Regions from separate parts of the Mus musculus genome. Here all the other regions are linked to region 2. Evidence: chromatin contacts called from public Micro-C and promoter capture Hi-C data. All regions are on one chromosome and are shown on one strand. Each heading gives the region's core, a stretch centred on a gene start, on an enhancer-like site or on the middle of the called end of the contact. The rest is flanking DNA. Distances are from core to core; before and after follow the strand shown.

The links. Promoter capture Hi-C pulls out the DNA fragments that hold promoters and counts their contacts. Hi-C and Micro-C count contacts between places; a contact is called where the count stands out from the background.
Region 1: a promoter capture Hi-C map of liver shows a contact between it and region 2. The contact joins the promoter of Mtus1 here to the promoter of Mtmr7 in region 2. A contact is called at or near these places in 1 of 39 promoter capture datasets (liver) and 1 of 484 Hi-C or Micro-C datasets (embryonic stem cells).
Region 3: a contact with region 2 is called in a promoter capture Hi-C map of liver, with 4 times the contacts expected there. The contact joins the promoter of Fgf20 here to the promoter of Mtmr7 in region 2. A contact is called at or near these places in 7 of 39 promoter capture datasets (the HPC-7 cell line, cranial neural crest, embryonic stem cells and 4 more).
Region 4: a contact with region 2 is called in a Micro-C map of embryonic stem cells, with 6 times the contacts expected there. The contact joins the promoter of Micu3 here to the promoter of Mtmr7 in region 2. A contact is called at or near these places in 3 of 484 Hi-C or Micro-C datasets (embryonic stem cells and rod photoreceptor) and 1 of 9 other capture datasets (adipose tissue).
Region 5: a contact with region 2 is called in a promoter capture Hi-C map of liver. The contact joins the enhancer-like site here to the promoter of Mtmr7 in region 2. A contact is called at or near these places in 13 of 39 promoter capture datasets (the 3T3-L1 cell line, the C10 cell line, the HPC-7 cell line and 8 more), 3 of 484 Hi-C or Micro-C datasets (nephron progenitors, olfactory sensory neurons and pancreatic cancer cells), 4 of 115 datasets of contacts at active chromatin or transcription factors (differentiating embryonic stem cells, embryonic stem cells, forebrain and 1 more) and 2 of 9 other capture datasets (macrophages and pancreatic islet).
Region 6: a contact with region 2 is called in a promoter capture Hi-C map of embryonic stem cells. The contact joins the enhancer-like site here to the promoter of Mtmr7 in region 2. A contact is called at or near these places in 4 of 39 promoter capture datasets (the HPC-7 cell line, cranial neural crest, embryonic stem cells and 1 more), 1 of 484 Hi-C or Micro-C datasets (embryonic stem cells) and 3 of 115 datasets of contacts at active chromatin or transcription factors (embryonic stem cells and extraembryonic endoderm stem cells).

Annotation. Positions count from the first base shown.
Region 1 is chr8:41,132,457-41,135,520 of GRCm38.p6, forward strand. Mtus1 (mitochondrial tumor suppressor 1) reads right to left here and starts at 1,270. Exons shown (of 14, transcript NM_001005863.2): 1 at 1,025-1,270.
Region 2 is chr8:40,633,245-40,636,300 of GRCm38.p6, forward strand. It overlaps Mtmr7 (myotubularin related protein 7), which reads right to left and starts at 1,548. Exons shown (of 14, transcript NM_001040699.1): 1 at 1,454-1,548. The coding sequence starts at 1,477.
Region 3 is chr8:40,285,390-40,288,216 of GRCm38.p6, forward strand. It overlaps Fgf20 (fibroblast growth factor 20), which reads right to left and starts at 1,564. Exons shown (of 3, transcript NM_030610.2): 1 at 1,033-1,564. The coding sequence starts at 1,318.
Region 4 is chr8:40,306,757-40,309,500 of GRCm38.p6, forward strand. Micu3 (mitochondrial calcium uptake family, member 3) reads left to right here and starts at 1,267. Exons shown (of 15, transcript NM_030110.2): 1 at 1,267-1,654. The coding sequence starts at 1,295. Mir7666 (microRNA 7666) reads right to left here and starts at 1,173; the gene lies at 1,119-1,173.
Region 5 is chr8:40,894,966-40,898,041 of GRCm38.p6, forward strand. The region is part of intron 1 of Slc7a2 (solute carrier family 7 (cationic amino acid transporter, y+ system), member 2); the gene reads left to right. Among named protein-coding and RNA genes, the nearest start is that of Pdgfrl, 30 kb to the right of the region's middle. Within about 2 kb of position 1,791, at least 21 of the 459 cell types and tissues checked have an H3K27ac peak or open chromatin away from gene starts, as enhancers often do. A contact at or near this core is called in liver and pancreatic islet, where this site is marked.
Region 6 is chr8:41,021,572-41,024,554 of GRCm38.p6, forward strand. It overlaps Mtus1 (mitochondrial tumor suppressor 1), which reads right to left. Exons shown (of 14, transcript NM_001005863.2): 6 at 809-1,023. B430010I23Rik (RIKEN cDNA B430010I23 gene) reads left to right here. Exons shown (of 3, transcript NR_015457.2): 3 at 814-2,645. Among named protein-coding and RNA genes, the nearest start is that of B430010I23Rik, 5.3 kb to the left of the region's middle. Within about 2 kb of position 1,465, at least 17 of the 459 cell types and tissues checked have an H3K27ac peak or open chromatin away from gene starts, as enhancers often do. A contact at or near this core is called in embryonic stem cells, where this site is marked.

The DNA of each region.
Region 1 (3,064 bases), core at 20-2,519, 500 kb after region 2:
AAACTAAATTCTATGCCTTTTTTAAAAAAACAGGGCAGGAACAGGTTTTCTTGCATAACTTTTCTTATCGATACAGTTCTTGAGAAATAAATCTGTAAACAAGAAGTTTAAACACACCCACACAACAGAGTACAGATTGCCCTAAAGGGATTGCTGGAGAGAACGGGGATGAACTATTTAAACTGATAACCTATTTGTAAAACATTCCTTACAGAGGTCATATGTTTAGCGGGGGCCCGACCCCACCTCTTTTTTGCCCTCCCACAAGTTGTCTCCGGATCCCCGGAATCCACTCCCACCCCCACCGCGCTGTGATTTGATACCTTGATTGAACTCCAATCACCTGGCAGAACATGAAAGCTCGCTTTCCTCCTGTTTTGCCTAAGACTCTGGTTTTAAGACAAACAAAATACACTGGATTTCCTCTGGTAGAACACAAGACAATTTAAAAGTAGCATTTTGCAGAGTGAGTGCCAGTATGCAAGCTATGTTTACAATTCAATGTGTCACTTTTACAAGTGAAAAGTGAACAGATCACCCTAGTTGGGGGGGGGGGCGCAAAGACTTCGCGGAAATTCGAGCTAAGTCCTCTATTGAGTAATCAATACGGCGACCCTCAACGTGGGCTTTCCCTTAGAGTTTGTAAGAACCCGCAGGCTGCAGGGAGTAAAACCCGCATGAGGACCTGGGGAACTGCACTAATTCCCTTTCTCCCATATTTTCTGCCCTGACTGCTTAGTGGGAATGGACCCCGGCAAGTCGCCCAGCCGGAAGCCTGAGGCTGCCAGGTCCAGAGCCAGAATCCAGCGCTTGGTGGGCGGCTTTCCACCGAGGATGCAAACTTGACAGTTGTCCTTTATCCACAATAAACCCACCGCCTCGGTCACTTTCAAGGTGACAGCAACTGCAGCCCGCTGTCCTGCAGGAGCCCCGCGGGTCCCACGTGAGCTCAGCCTCCCCACTCCTCCTACTTTGAAACCCACTAGGACACCCGCCCCCCTCCCCGGAAAGCCAGTCCGGTCACCGTGAGTGCGTTGCAGTCGCCGCTCCCCAGCTCCTCGTTCTCCGGAGGTCCCCACCGCGGCCGGGATGGGCGACGGAATGGGATCCACTCCGCGCTTGCCCGCAGAGCCGGGGAGCCAGCCCTGGGGGGAGCCACGGCGTTCTGCACCCTCGGCGGGTCCTGCCTTGGAGACGTCTGTACCTGGGGCTTGCAGATCGACCCCAACCCGCACCAGCACCCTGGCGGCCAGGCGGGAACCGGGAACCCGGAGCCCGGGCGTCCCAGCCTCCCCGCCCCGGGCCGCCAGGGGGAGGAGCGAAGGCGGAGGATCCTGGGCTGGGTGGCCTCGCCCCTCGCCCGCGGCGGCTCCTAGAGCCCAGACAAAGGCCAGGTTGCGGGGGGGAGAGGGGGGCAGAAGGGGCAGTGCCCCCCAAAAAAACTAACCTGAGAGACGAGCAGGGGTTCCTTGAGGCACGATGACTCCCGCGGAGCTCCACTACGGTCGCCAGCCGGGTCGGGCTCCCTGGCTAAACGTCAACATAAGCCACAAGCCCCGGGCGTACGTCCTGGATCGCGCTGCACCTGTTGCCACGTGTGTCGCAAAGCCACCGCTGCTGACTGCGCGCTTGGCTGGCTGTCCCGCGCGACCCCAAACCATTCACGTCCTGGTGGGAAAGCTAAGCTCTGCCAAGCCCAACTTTGGGGCCCCAGGACCGTCGGACAGGCTAGCTAGCCAGAGGGAGGATTGGCTCCTCCTGGGTCCCCTCGCAGCCAGAATTCCCTGTCCCGCGAAGGGCTTTGGAGTTGGGAGGTGGGGAAGTTGCAGGCTTATCAGCGTAAGGGTTTATAAGGAAGCAGCACTGATTGTTCTCGGAGAGTCCCACCTGCGCCCTATATTGTCTTCAGACTTCCGAGCAGATTACTAGCGAGCACCTATTAAAGATTAAAGAAACCAGCACTCCGACTGTTAGAAGTTCAGATGGGGGTGGGGTTGGGGTAGTGGGAGAAGCTAGGAAGAGAAGCTAGGTCTGGCCACTTGAAAGCCAAAGTCCTTGTTCTTGAATCAAACTGAGGAAATTTCAGCCTCCACTAAGCATATTTTAATATAAGGTTTTTTCCCTAAAGATTGATAGCCTGCTTGTAACAGATAAAAACATTCCTGAACATGTCAGACAACCCAGAACTCTAAGTTTAATGTATGCATGTGTGTATACATATATAAAACTACGTGGCCTGGGATTGCTGAAAAAGCATTTTCAGTACATTTCTTGGAGCGCAGAGGCGGGGGACGGGGGTGGGGGTGAGGGAGCAGAAGCAGCATTTCAGAGGTTGCCTATACCACGAATGCTGGATGATCTAATAGCTTTGCTGTTTATAGCTTTAAGTGCTTTCACGTGAACAATGATCCATTCTTCGCTCACAAGTAGACCCTGCTGTAAATAGGTTAGATTATTATCTCTATTATTTGAGTGAGGCAACCGAAGCTCAGAAAAGCCAAGTGACTTGCACATGGTCACACTGTGAGGGCAGCCAAGGCAGGCACAAACCCAGCCGAGCAGGCCCGACTCCCCCTTTTTTTCCCTCCATATTCCAGTAGATAACACCTCTTGCTTATCTTTGAAATCCCTGTCGTAATATCAACTCTGTCTGACGTTAGGAAAAAAATCATGTGACTAGTTTTAAAGTGGCACAGCATTAAAAACCATCGGACAATTCTCCCTTGAGCAAAAGGCACCCAACAAAACAAAACCAAAAAAAAAAAAAAGCCCCGGATGTTTTTTTCTGGCAAGTCATGAGATAATTATGCTAATTAGCAACATGCTTCCTCCCTAAGGAAAATCCTCCTTGTGTTAAACATATTATTTAAGCCTTTATAAGCCACGTGCCCCCGATGATTTGGCCCAATATAATCCACACACATCCAGATTCCCACCACCACTGCATTCCATTGTGCGACTTAGTTCTATGTATGAATATGGAATCAGTTTTACTTTTTATTTCTGTAAGATAAATTGAAAGAAGAAAACAAAATTTAAAAAAACAACCACTCACTGAAGTAAT
Region 2 (3,056 bases), core at 298-2,797:
TAGAGATATGGCTTTGTCTGAGGTGAAACAGAGTAAAGTCCAGAAAGTGATATCGCTCTCCCAAGTTGACACCAAATAAGACAATGCCATCCAGTGCCAGGATAAATACCCTCTCATCCCCGCTGCCGACATCCACATAAGACACCACCTGTACAAAGGGCCCCTTCATCATGAAAGAGGAATGCCCTTGGCAAAAGACAAAGAGAATCATGGGTTAAACTCATCACTCTTGAATAAATTATTTAGTACCACTTAAGACCTGAGAGCCCTGAGCCACGGATCTTGTGGTTTATGGCACTGTCTCCTAAGTTTACAACTTCCTGATTGTAAAGTAACAGTTTCATTCCATGGGGCAACGTCAACACAACTGAAACTCACCGCTGGAACTGACGGTCTCCAGCAGGCTAGAAGACTAATTCTTCCATGAACACAATATTAATGAGGCTTTTACTAAGAGGTATGGGCAACCATCTCTGAATGTAGGGATAAATTCTTGCTGGATAAGGAGCAAAGTAATTAAATATACGTTCCCATGAAATGATAATAGCCCTGGGATCACATGACTTCTGTGCACTCGGATATAATTTTAGTCCAAGTCTGTCTGGGACCTAGATTTTAAATATAAGATGATTCTGAAAAGACTGTGTGGTGGTAACTAAGAGAGAAACAACGGGATTTTTAAAAAGGTCTTCCTTCCCAGAGGTTTTTAAAATCAGACAAGAATCTCTATCATTATTTTAATTCTAAATTATATTGCAACAAAGAGTGGCAAGGTTTGGTACTATGGCTAAGGCTTCCAGTCTTAATTAACTGTATAATCTGGAAATAATCATTTCTGTTGAGCGGCAAACGCCGGTGTGTTTTAACACACACTCACGGGTGAAATCTATACGCAGCATCTTCTTCCCAAGGGGCCAAACAAACGGGAAAGAGAAGAATACGCCATCATTCAGTCATGGCAAATATGTATCCTAGGCTCAGCTGCAGGTCCCTAGCAGCTCCAAAATGGGAAAGGATGCTTCGGGTGAGTCCAATCCTTAGCTTCAACAAGCTTCCAAGTTCATTCAAACCATCTGTCTATAACGCACTTTCTTTGCACCTGCTATTCAAGAGCTTGCTTCCTTTTCAACTGCTCAGAGCTACCAGCACCTTCTTTAAATGAAAATATTTAAAGAAAAACCGTTTATCAGCACCCTGTTACTCAACAGACAAATGGGGTCCATTCCCTCCTGCCCACCCCTGCGTCCACTGCGCACCACCTCACCCCCAAGGACAAGAGATTAGCGCCAGCTAGGCCTGTGAGCTAGCAAGAGAAAGACCGGCCTCGCAGTGCTCTGGGAGATGCTAGGGCGCCGCCAGCTCCTCCCTCGTTCGCGGTCCAGCTCCCGGCCGGGCAGCCCCGTGCGCTTAGCATCCCTCCTCCTTCTCTGCCTCCTCCGCCCGGGCCACCAACCTTGGGCGTGCGGATGTGCTCCATGGCGGGCCCGCGTCTGCAGGGTCCCCGGCGGGCGCGGCCTCACGCACCTGCGCGCGCGCGTGCGGCGCAATGGGAAGGGCGGGGAGGGGGCTTCGGCGGCCGCGGGCGTGGGCGGGTCCCGGCCTTGGCTCCTCCTCCAGGTGCGCCGGTGGTGCTGGGCGCCTGCGCGGGCCTGAGATCGCGGCTCTGCGCCTGCTCGCACCTGCGGGTCTCACCCTTGGACTTTGCTCTCCTTTCCGCTCCCTCTCTCTGGTGGAGGCTCTCACTGCCCAAGTCACTAGGTATTTTTCCAGATGGGGATCTTCAAGCTGGCTGCGGTGGCGCTTGCCTGTAATCCCAGCCACTCAGGAGGCTGAGGCAGGAAGATCATTTGGGTCCAGCAGCTTGGAACAGTAAAAGAGACATAAAGATACCCCCCATATTTTCTTTTTTTAAAAAAAGAAAAATCAAAACCCAAAGAGAGTCAGGCAGCATAAAACGGTAATACTGTGGCACCACTGTTTCCTAAGGCACAAAGAGGGCCTTGTGTTGGGTGTGGTTTCTTGGAGAGATGCGAATGAATCTGTGAAGCTTTATACCCTCATTGGCTGCCTTCCAGAGCATCCGAAGATAGGTGGAACTTCAGAATGTGGTAGGGGGAAAAAATGACTGCACCCTGATGCAGTATGCATAGTCTACTGGGTTCTGGATGTATTCTGGCACAGGCTCAGTCAGCAGAGTCTTTGGGGTGAAAGTGAGAGTAATACCAATGTTGTTTGTGCCCTAGTACTAAGGTTGCTGTCAAGTCAGACATCTCACATAACCATGTGACTTCACTGATGGAATCTTGATAGAGATGTGAAAACCCCAGATCCTGTGTTAGGTACATATCGGCTGTCTTTTCCTAGCTGTAACTAAACGACAGCTAGAGACACAAAGTATCCACTATGAGGTCCCTTTAAGGCACCAAGGGAATCCAGAGACTAAAAACACCCTCTGCCATACTGAAGTTTCATAGAACAGTTCTTGGAGTAGTATTTGTTTCGTTGTTTTCCTGGCCCTTGTTTATGACATTGTTGTAAATTCTTTGACCTTACACATTGTTTTTGATTTTGTTTTTTTTTTTAATCTCCTGTTCAATACCGGCATATTGCAACCTTCAAAATATGTTTTCATTAATGTCGAATTCATTTTAAAATTGTCACATCCCCTTTGCACGTTTTGGACCATATTCATACTCCTACCACCCGAGAGGGTAGATTGGAACAAGCTATAAAACATCACTTGTAAATGACAAGAATAAGTCAAAGTGTAATTTTCCCTTTTGTAAAGAACATCAGGGGTAGTCAAAGAAAGTCCCGCTTTAGTCAGTAGTACTTTCTGGTCTCGATTCAAACCAGCTCCAGTATCCTTATTTATAGACTGAAAACATCATTTCCTGTCTATATGACCTCATCTCCAAATTAAATTTTATGATATAATGAGCTTACATCTGTTTGGAGGGAATATTCTGAATCAGACAGACATCCTGGAATAATGTGTTTTCAGTATTCTGTCTTCTGGTAGGCTGATAAATAGTGTACTGGATCAGCAATTTTTA
Region 3 (2,827 bases), core at 314-2,813, 350 kb before region 2:
TTAGCAGGTTAATTGACGAAAAATGTAGCCACAGGGAAAGTATCCTGGGATATTAGGATCAGAAAGCACCTTTAGCAAACTATCTGATTTAACCTGACTTGTCTGTTGTGCGGGCCAGAAAGCAAGACTCACACTGAGGGGGGCACTTGCTAGCTACCTGGCTGGCTGGGGAGTCATTAAGACTAGATACTTTACTGATCTAATCTAGAGTCCCTTCATCCTATTAACCCCTTCTGCTCCCGGGCATTGCTGTTGTATGTAGAAAAGATTCTCTGTGTTCCCAGCCATATCTTCTTTCGCTTCCCCCATTTCCTCTTACCTAAGGTCAATACCAAGATCTCTGCTTTCCAGTTTCGCAATTTCTAAAGAGAATCTTGGCCAGGTGGGCATGCTCAGTCCTTCTCCCTCCTCCCTTGCTCCATCTCCTTCACTCTCCTCCCCAAACCAGAACAGAGAACTGCAGCCAGGCAGACCTCTAAGTAGACACGTGAAGATTCACATCCTGTTTAAGAACCATCCCTTCGGAGAGAGACAGGGGCAGAACTAGCTGCATAACTGCGGGGCATGTTTTAAGAACTGGGATGCTTCCCGTTACTAATTTTCAAAAAGGTAGCCACAGAACTGCAAGTGTGGAAGGAAGAGAACTCTGAATAGGGACCTCCTAAAATAATAAAATTGACTGTGAAGGAAGGAGTGCAGGCAAGGTTGGGGGACAGATCATGGTTCCTAGTCCAACACTTTGTGCCCCAGGCAGTAGAGCAAACAGAGCAGCATTGTACCAGGAGTGAGGGACCCATCCGCCCTTTCTCCCTCTCCCCACCCTCCACCCCCTGCACCTAGAGTTGCTCTCCTGCATGGCAGGACAATTTCTCACACGCCCTGAGCCCGGGACCTTGCACCCCAAATGTCTAGAGGCTCAGGTTAGCACACAGCTCCCGCTCATTCCCTTCTGCCAGGGTGGTGGTGGGAGGCGAGAAGAGGAAGAGGAGGAGGCGGGGGTTGAGGGCGTAAGGGCGGGATGCTTGTACCTACCGAAGAGACTGTGATCCTGCCGGGTGCCCTGCACGGTGCCGTCGGGCAGGATCTGCAGGTGGAAGCCGGTGCGGCAGTAGAGCTGCCGGCGGCGCAGGATGCCGTGCAGGTGCGCCAGCTCCACGGAACCGGGCCCGCCGCGGGCGCCCCTCTCCAACGCGCCCCGCCGCTCCCCTAACAGCGGTGGCCTCTCCCCTGCAGGAGGCAGCAAGAAGTGCGACCCCACCTGCTGGCTCAAGCCCTCCAGGCCGCCCAAGAAAGCCCCGACTTCGGTCAAGGGAGCCATGGACGGGCCGGACAGGATGACTGAAATTCCAGAAAACAGGAGACTTCCCTCTGCACCGCCAATAAAAAGTGTAGCAAGGGTGGCGAGGCGAATGCAGAAAAATTATAGCCAAATAGGTACCAAAAAAGTTAAGGCTGGGTTACTCCTGTGAGGTCCCTGTGGGGACGGTGCAGTGCACCCTCTTAGATTGATCTTCTCTCCTTGGGTAGGAGGATGCTGGCTGCTGGCCTTGCAGAAACATCTAGAGCTGAGGCTGCTGATTTGGGGCTGGAGCTGGGGGCTGAGGCTCCAGCTCAGCAAACTGATCAGATCAGAGTCCTGTGTACATACACTCCCGGTATATATGCGGGTCCTCTTGACATATGCTAATCAAGTCCTTTCATGCGCGCCGGGGAGGTTGGTTTTGTTTGAAATCTTAAACCAGCCTCCTCTCTCTCTACACGTTGTGCTCCTCGGAAGTGACTAAAACGGAGCACTTGGAAAACTCTTTCCTTGCACTAGGCCAAAGTCAGTCAGCTAGCAAATTCGGGGAGGCTCAGCCAACAACCTGGTATACTACGTTGTCTCTGGGACAACCATGATGTTGTTTAGCCGCTGCTGAACAAACAACCACCTTTGATGTGAGCTCATTTACAGAGATAGATAGCTGGGAGAAGGAGCCCAACTTGAAGAATACTGAAGAGAGTGGGGGGGGGGGCGTACAGAACCGGAGATGAGTGGGAGGAGAAAAATGAAGGCGCTAGAGAATTGGACTCCTTGGAGCTGCTGGGAGCCTGCAGTGGACAGGTGCAAAGAAAAGCAAGGAGGAAGAAGGGGAAAGGGCGTTACCTGAGGCTTAGACCTGCCCAGACACACATGAAAGGAAAATCAAAGCTTTGACAGTTTAACTCACTAATTTTAAAACACTAATAAAATGTACAAGCATTACTCTTTTCTTTTATCATTTAGATGGGGGATTTTCTTTACATAATCAAGCTTAGGGTAGAAACGCCTTGCCCCCCCCCCACCTCAAGTTCTCTTTAATGTTTATCTTAACTCAGCAAATGATATAACCAGGATTCCCTTATGTCTATGGAAATGATAAATTGTGTGTGGAGGTCCTGGGCTCATTAGAATAGTCAAATAGCACAATATAATCATGAGGGGGAGGGGAGCGAGAACAGTCCACTCAAGTAGGCTCGCTCACATTCTTATAATTTGCTATGAATGAAAAAATACTATCTACAATAGTGAAATAAACGATAGCTGCTTCTGTACCCTTATCCAATCTAAGAACATTTCCTTTTGTCTTAGCTGTAGCTTCCTAGAAGCTAACCCTTTTGTTGTTTGTTGTTGTTGTTGTTGTTGTTAAGTTCACACTTCAAGTATAAAAATCTCAAAATAACTAGCCAGAAATAATTTTGGTTCTTGATGAGTATCAGAGATTTCAAAATTACTGGTAAGCTTTAGGAGTTCCTACTCATACTTGTAAAATAAATAAATTGGCCTGAGGGAGTTAGATATGTGTTA
Region 4 (2,744 bases), core at 17-2,516, 330 kb before region 2:
TTTAGAGGACCTATGGTACACACACATCGCCACACACACACACACACACACACACACACACACACACACACACACACACACACACACTTATACATGCATACCTTAGGGAACTAAATGCCTAAAAATGTTTGAAATCAGAGACGACAAAAAAAAAATTCCTGGGAAAGTATGGAGCTGCCATAAGTCATGCTAGTGGAATTAACAGGCTTCAGTGGAAAACAGATAACCTAAAATAGATACTGTCCTTATATGTCACAGATATCTTTTTTACCATTTTTAGGAGCTTTAAGGAAGTAAAACTGTATTAATCTCTATTAAAGCAAAACGTAACACAGCATATATAATGGGTTACTTGAAGATAAGGGGTGAGGGACAGACATAGTAGGATATAGGCCAGAAAACCAAGCAATTAAACTTGGATGTTGCTGACTATCCTTCTAGATCTGAAACTTTTCAGGGGTTCCTGGCACCGTTCCACACAAAGAGCAATGCAGGCATAACTCAGTCAGTAAAGCTGATGCTGGCAACGTGTACACACACACACACACACACACACACACACACACACACACACTGTATAACGTGCATAAAAGAGGGCACACTGCACTTCTCAGTTACATTTATACCATCAGTCACCCACACACACAATTGAGTCATAAGAATGATGAAAACCCGTTGTTTCACATATTTGACGGTTTTATTGAACTGAGTAATGTCACATACACATACTAGTAGTTCCTAAAAAATATTAACACTAACTATAAATCATTAGCCTGTCCTTGCCCAAAGTCCAGAAGCCAGCCTTATGGAGTCCAAAAATATTCATTCAGAACTGCAGACTTTATGATTGAAGCAACGGTCTGCACGCAACCACAAAGCGCTCGGAGCATCAGAGAATTCGGCACCGAGCAGGGCACCCAGAGCAGCGCGGCCTGTCTTGGAGGGGCGCCGGGTCACCCCGCAGCTCGGCTCCTGGAGTTCCGCCTCCCAGCGGTTCCCCAGGGTTGGGGGTCCCTTGCCCACAGCCGTGGTTACGGGCGCCGTCCTCTACCACGGCGTGGCTGGGCTGAGGAAGCAGGAAGGAGAACAGCCTGGACTTGGGAAGCTTTGGAGCTTCTCTCGCCCGTGCGCTGCATCCCACGGCGACTCTCGGGGAAGCACCGCCCGGGCTACGGAGGACCGCGGGTCCGCTCCGAGCTCCAGCACCGCGCCGACTTCTCGCGAGATTTCGGCCCGCCCCTCCCGCCCCCCTCCGTCCCCTCGGCTCGGCTCGGCCCGGCCCGCAGCTCCCGCTATGGCTGCGCTGCGGAGGTTCCTGTGGCCGCCGCCTCGGCTGTCGCCGGCGCTCGCCCCTCAGCAGCCCTTCCTCTCACCGTGGGGGCGGCCTGCGGGGACGGCTCCCGGGATGTCGGGCCGGCCCTTCTCCTGCCGGGAGGAGGACGAGGGGGCCGTCGCGGAGGCGGCGTGGCGGCGGCGACGCTGGGGCGAGCTGAGCATCGCGGCGGCGGCTGGCGGGGGGCTGGTCGGCCTTGTGTGCTACCAGCTGTATGGGGACCCCAGAGCCGACCCCTCGGAGCTAGCGGCCCCGGAACTCGAGGACCCGCCCCGCGGCAGGGGGCTGCTGCCCATCCCGGTGGCTGCTGCCAAGGAGACGGTAAGTGCCTGAGCGCGTGCGCGCACCGCGCAGGTGACGCCAGAGGGCTGGACTGCCAGGTGTGCCACCTGCCCAGGGAGGGCTTGGGGGTCGCGGTGACACTTGACTGACACTTGACAGTGGAGGTTGTGGAAGCACTGCGAGCTCCTGTAACAGAGAGTGAGGAACCTCCAGTGAGCAGCGTAGATCCACGCCAGGCACGTCTCTGTGCACTAGGATGCTCTGGGAGAGATGAAGATGATGCTGTCACTCATGCCTCAGCACCGTTCTGGTTGCTGCAGCTACCGTCGAGCAACCAAATACAAACCAGACACCCCACCCCACGACACACAGTGTCACAACTAAAGGACTTGACAGGCATAAACACGAAGAAGTAAGTGATGAGTGAGAGACAGCAAGAGCAAATATTCCTGGAAGCGAGTGCTGGATGCATTCTGAAGGCTTCTTTAGATATTGGAGTCTGCCAATTAGTGTACAGCAGTCCCAAGAGAGGTGTTGCTATACTGGGAAGGGAAACGTTACTCAAAAGTAGTACACCTCTCTTTCTCTTTCTCTCAATAAACCCAGAATCCCTGACATGATAGGTTAGAACAAACAGGAAGAGAGGTCATGAAAGGTGGGAAACTATGAGTGAAGCTAACTGCAGAAGTATCATATAAAAACGTTGAGCTACAATGTAGTTCTGATATAAGGTAAAGACTGTTAAGGCAAGAAGAGTAAGGGATGTGTCCTGTGTCCCCCTACCCCCCCCACTCCACTCCAACACACACTGTTCTCTGTTTAATTGTCATGTAAATGACTTCAAGAATTAGCCTAGGGAATATTTCTACATCAAGACTAAAAGGATATGACAAGATTGGGTGAAATAGTGCCCCTTTTAACCTTAATGAAATTTTGTATTTTTTTTCTCCTGTATGTAGGTCTGTAGTGGCCATGTACAAGTACCCAGCTTCTTGTGTATGTTTTGGATCCAGGTTGGCAGTGCATTTAGGTTAGGGGATCTCTGCTATCCACCTTTGCTTAGTGATAAATGACACGCACGCTGTGTAAAGTACTTTTATACAAATAAATAATCAAGTACTAGCAAACA
Region 5 (3,076 bases), core at 541-3,040, 260 kb after region 2:
ATTTCTCAGTTCTCTGCCTTCAGACAAAAGACCTCTGCTGTTCTCCAGCGCCCACCCTAGTCCGGGCCTTTACTTCCAGCATCTGGAATCCAGAATTTGGTGACTGACCCAGAAATAAATAAAGCAGTTTGATTCCTGACCAGTGGCTGCTTCAAACGGTGCTAAGTGCACGGGTTCCTTCAGATCATCTGAATTCTCTTGGCATCCTAGAATTGACATTAAATGGCATTAACTGACATTAATAAATGTTGAATTAAGGTCATATGATTTGCTTTTAAAACAATCATGGCCACTTTTTACAGTTTCCTCAAGAAGGAATACTAAATGACACCCCTCCCCCCATGTCTTGCTTTATTTAACTGTTTTGATTTACTTTGGTTCTCTTTGATTTGAGTCAGCACCTCCCCATGTAGCCCAGGTTGGCCTAGGACTCATTGTGTGGCTGATCTGAGATGCTGATCTTCCCACCTCAGCCTCCTGAGAGCTGCCATTACAGGAAATGTGCTAGTACACCCAGTCTGAACTTTCTTCTTGCAGAGAGGGGCAATTTGGACACCACAACATCTGGCCAGCATGAAATTACATCTTGCACGGAAGATCACACCAGACCAATAGTCAGTGGACAACAGCCACAACAGCTTTGAGCTTCTGAAATGTAGGAACCCCACACCTGTGAAATACCTTCTTCCTTGCAAAATCCACACCAAACATCTGGTGTTAGCAGATGCGTGTAAAGGGCAGACCTAATGGGTACTAACGCCCCAAATACCTTACTGGGAAAATACGGATGTTCTCAAGGTATTCCAGCTGGCAGCCTGATGCCAGAAGGAAGGTGAATTAGCAGGAAGTGGAGCACTCTCGGTTAAGAGATAACCAGTTCAGGGTTGAATGAAAGCAGAGGCGATAGAGCAGCCTCCGCAGCACCAGCAGACCTCCATTGACAACTTCTGGTTTTAGTGACCCGACAGCTCAGCATAGCTTATATGACCAGGGAGTTAGTTGGAACAAAGTAGAGAACAGTCTAACACTGCAAACTCAGCAGGGCTGGAGGGAAGAGAAAATGCAGCTGACGCCCCTCTGGCTACGTCTCCCGGCATGGCAAGCACATTCAGTCAGCTCCCTAGATACTATTCCAGTATGAACTTGTGTGCCCCAGTCATTTTCTTTAGAGTCTGGGGGACATCTGAGTCTGCCCCGTCTGGCTGTTTCCGGTCCAGCTACCTGTGGCTTAGAGGTGGGGGACAGTGCTGTAGTAATGGAGGAGCAGGTGGCCGGTGATGGAGACTTCAGCAAACTGATGATGCTGTACGTTGCCTGCCTACAAAGAAAGGCTTCAGAGCAACTATTGTTCAACCTTCCTTATGCTGTGACTCTTTAATACGGTTCTTCATGCTGTGGTGACCCCCAACCGTAAAATCATTTCATTGCTACTTCACAACTGTGATTTTGCTACTGTTACGAATCATAATGCAGATATCTGATATGCAGGCTCTCTGACATGGGATAATTGAGTCACATGCAGTGGGTTTCATCTTATTTCATAGGACAATAAACTAAAGGGTGTCAGGTACCAGGCATGCAATAAGCACCACGGATCGTGGGCATTTTTTAACAGTAGCACTTGCGAGTTGGGTTTGAAATAATTTGGGGAAGGGCATCTTCCTGCTTGTGGTGGCATGTGGAGAGTAGCTGGCACTAGCAGCCTGGGAAAAGGGAACAGGTGGTACCCGGTGGCATTCAGGGTGATTTATTGGCCAGCCATTGCTGAAGAGAAAGGGCGCCTGCTTGGTGCCTGTGCTGCGACCGAGCCAGGACGGAGTGCTGACTGAGCCGCTACTCTGGTTACCCCAGCGCCCAAGGCTTTGCTTGCTCTATTTCACTTTTTGCTTCATCCGGCTTTCCCTTGCCCTGGGAACAAAGTTACATGCTAAAAACAAACAAACAAAACCTCACGTTCATCTAGTTGAGTGAAACCGCTGTGTCTGTACTGCAGCTGTGGGTTTGCTTTTATGGAGGTGAGTGTCCCCACGTGTTACAAACCACCAGTTGTCTTTAGGAACCTTCCAAAATCCTGCATCAGCTGTTCATCCGGTTGTGTAACCTTGGGAGAGTTGCTTGCCCACGGGAAATTTCGAAGTAGTACATGTTTTACTTTAGCTTTCTGGCCATACCGATTCAGTACTTTAAAAGGAAAGAAAATACGTCATTATTGCTGTGGTTGTTCATTTGTAATAACCTCAATTGGGTCTTTAATTTTTACTTATCTGGACTTTGCCATTCACCTATCTTCCTTTAGAGGAAAGAAAAAAAATTGCCCAGAAAATTTGATATGGAGAAAAGATAGAGTAAGCGCTTAAGGGGAAATATGTGCAGAAAAATGTTTTTCAGGAAAAGTGATTTTAGGTTTCAGTGCAAAGCTTGTCTTTGTTGTTGTTGCCTAGTCCAGGTTCAACAGTGACCATTTCTGGTTGGATAATATTTTGTTTTGAGAAAATCGTCTCTCAAAGAGAAGTAAAAAGAATTGCCATCAGTAATCCATGCCATAGCGGTTTCCCCCCCTTTGCTACCTTGTCTCATCTACTGTTAAAACTTTGTATGGGAATGTTAAAATTGTAGGCGTGTAGTTGCTATTGACTATGAAGATCACAAAGTTAAAATATATAAGGGGGGGTGGTAAGGGGGCAGGCAAAGATCCCTGTACTCTACGTTCTAACTGTATTTCTCTCCATCAGTCCAGACAGAGATGTGGCTCACCACAAAACGGGTAGAGGAAGAGAAAGAAAACCCTGGGTTCTAATTGGTTGACAAGCTAATTGGTTGCAGGCCCTCCTCTTGTTCCTGGGGTAGTGGGTTTTTTTTTGGTTTTTTTGTTTTGTTTTTTTGTTTTGTTTTTGTGAGAGCCTATTGTCACGCTGCAGGGAGTAACCTTGACAGATCAGCGTTGACATAGGGCAGTAGTGATCTGTTTCTGTGACTTTTGTCTCAAATACGGAAGCAAAGTGACAATCGAGGCTAGATAATTTTCTGTAACTAGCAGATTTCAAATACATGGGGGGGGGGATGTCTGCCCTCCGTG
Region 6 (2,983 bases), core at 215-2,714, 390 kb after region 2:
AGCAAGGGGACCTGAGTTCAAATCTCCAATGCCCTAAAGCTAAGCATGGTCGTGAGTGTCCATAACCACAGCCTTCGGAGATGAAGTCAGGTGGGTCCTGGGAATCCTCTAGGCCAGCAGCCAGCCTGGCTGAAATTTCCAGTTAAAGGTTCAGTGAGGAACCGTGTCTCAGAAACTAACACTAGAGGACCAGCATCCTGCTCTAGCCTCTGCATGCTTGGGCACCAGCACCCGCATGTACACAGGCTTGTCCACAGGCTTGTCCACCACACAAAGAAAAGGAGGGAGGGACGATAACAGAAAGTTATTGTAACTCCAAATCCATCTAGAGACTGGCACAAGTAGAAAGTGGGTGATAAAATTATAGTTTGGGGCATGGCATGGGGTTAGCTTGGTCATAAACACAAATTCCTCAGTTTAATCTCTAGGACCCTCAGTTTTAAAAAAGCCAGGCAGTTTTGAGGGCTGGAGTATTGGGGGTGTGGGGACAGGCAGATTTCTGGGATTTGCTTGCGAGCCAGAGAGACCAACGAGTAGAGTTTCGTGCTAGTGAGAAACCCTGTCTCGAGAAGAAGGTAGATGGCTCCCTGGAAATAAATGAGATTTTTCTCTAGTCTTCACCATAAACGCACATGGGTAAACACACGAGTACACGTGCGCACACACACACACACACACACAGGAATTGGGGCGCAGAGAGACGGGGAGCAGAGAAATAGAGTTCTAGCTCTTGCAGTCACTAAGTTAAGCACATTTGTAGGACAAGCATCCCCGCCGCCCACCAGTGAGGGTTGATAGACGTCCTTACCTCAGACAGGAGGTGCTGGATCACAACGGTCAGCGCTTCAAACTTGGTGTTACCACGGGAAAGAAGCTGTCTGAGGTGCAGGATGAATCCACTTTGGCTTTCACATTTTGTCTTGTATTGGGCCAACTCAAGCGTTCTCTCGGAGGACAGCACATCTGGAGCTGTCTGGGTCTGGATGCATAGGCTCCTGGGATTCTTCTGCCTGCCCTTTTCAACTGCAAGAGGAAGGAAAGAAAAGCACAAAGAAGATGCGCGTGAGGTTAACTAATTTTTATAACCACCACCACCACATGGGGCTCACAACCAGCCTACTGCCGCCACACCAGAGCATCTGAACCATGTTTTACGTTGGGACGTACACATGGTGGCAGGCTGGAGTAGATCGGGGATCAGGATGGGTGGAACTCGTCAACAGGGCCAATGGCTTTAGTTCTCACTGTGAAGATTTAATGGGGAGTTATGCACATGAGCCAAACAGATTTAGCAACTCAGAAACATAAAACACTGGAGGCAGGGAAGAGGCAAAATAGTGACTTCGTGGCCTTTATTTTTAATTCACCATTGTTGTCTGTGTTCATGATGTTATGTGCATGAGAGTACAGGTTCTCAAAGACTACTGCGGTCCTGTGGCGGTCAGAGGACCACCTCCTAGAGCTGGTTTCCTTTTACTATGAGTTCCAGGATCAAGCGCAGGTCACTAGGCTTGCATGGCAAGCACTTTCACCTGCTGAGCCATCCCTCCAACTCCACTTCATAGTTTTTACTCTTCCAGTTAAGTTGACAAATCTGAAAGTCCTTTCCTGTGTCTGTTGGGGTAGTCCCGCGATTTCTGTCCTTGAGTCCGTTTGTGTGTGCATACGCGCATGTGTATGTAAGGGGGCAGGGGGAGAGAGAACGAATGTGAGTCTGCTATCACAGTGACGCAGTAAATTATACCAGGTGACGAAAAGGAACAAGAGTGGCACTGCACTCATGACACAGGCTGAACAAAGTACAATTATACAGTAGGCAGAACTAAGACACACTATTCAAACGGTTTCCCATTTTGGAGAAATGCTGAAGCTAGCCGGTAGTGCACTTAAATCTAGGATGCGGTTTAAATCCCCTTGTGTCTTCAAACAGACGATGAAAGGGTATGATTAAAAAGCAGAGATTTAAAAAAAAAAAGAAAAGAAAAGAAAAAAGAAATCATGGGATAAGCACTGAGGAAAATTCTGATTATTGGACTTGAAATGCTTTTCTTTCCTCTCGAAGGCTCCTTTTTAAAAAATTTGTTAGACTGGGCATGGTGACACACACTTTTAATTTAATTGCTTGGGGGCTGGGGGTGGGGAGGCAGGTGGATCTCTGAGTTCCAAGACAGCCTGGTCTACAGAGGTTTTGTAGGCCAACTGAGGAGGCGCACTGAGACCCTGCCACCAAATAAATGAGTACATGTGTTATTTTTGTTTGTTTGTCAGCATGCTAAGTAATAGGCTTCATTATAGTATTTCATAGATGATTTGTTTAAGTTTTAGTAAGTTCTTCACAGTTGCTTGCTGGTCTGCCTCCTCCACCCTAAAGCCCTCCCATTTTCCCAGGAAACCCTTCCTCCTTTACCTCACTGCCCCCTGTACCCTTTCCACAAACACCTCCCACAGAGCTGTCTTCCCCGCTGTCTTTCTGGTCATTGTCACAGTCTACTCTGCAGATGTCACCGAAATCTAATGACCCAGCATATACACTGGAGATCCTGCACTTTGCTCCTCCGAGGTTACTGGGAAAAGCAGCGTGTGCCTGTGCGCCTGGATACACTGCCTCATTTTTCAACAAGCGCAAACTTCGTTCCCCGTGTAGTAAAAAAAAAAAAAAAAAAAAGAGTGTAAAAATGTTCTCAAATGCATGCTACTATTCCAGATTCATCTACGTTTGGAGAGATTGCTCACTTCCCATGCTGTGTTCTGGGAACAACCGGTTTTAAATGAAAATCTTTCTTGCAGTTTTGGAAGCATTCCAAACGTCAAGTTGCTCTGGGTAAAACAGGAAGCCTACTGCTTGGTGTCTGGAAATAAACAGGCCCAGCAATCAAAACAAATATAAATATGGAAAAAAAAAGGCACATGAAACTAAAAAAAAAAAAAAAAAAAAAAGTAAAATAAATGTTTCCTTATTGTGACAACCAGCCCCCATGGCGCC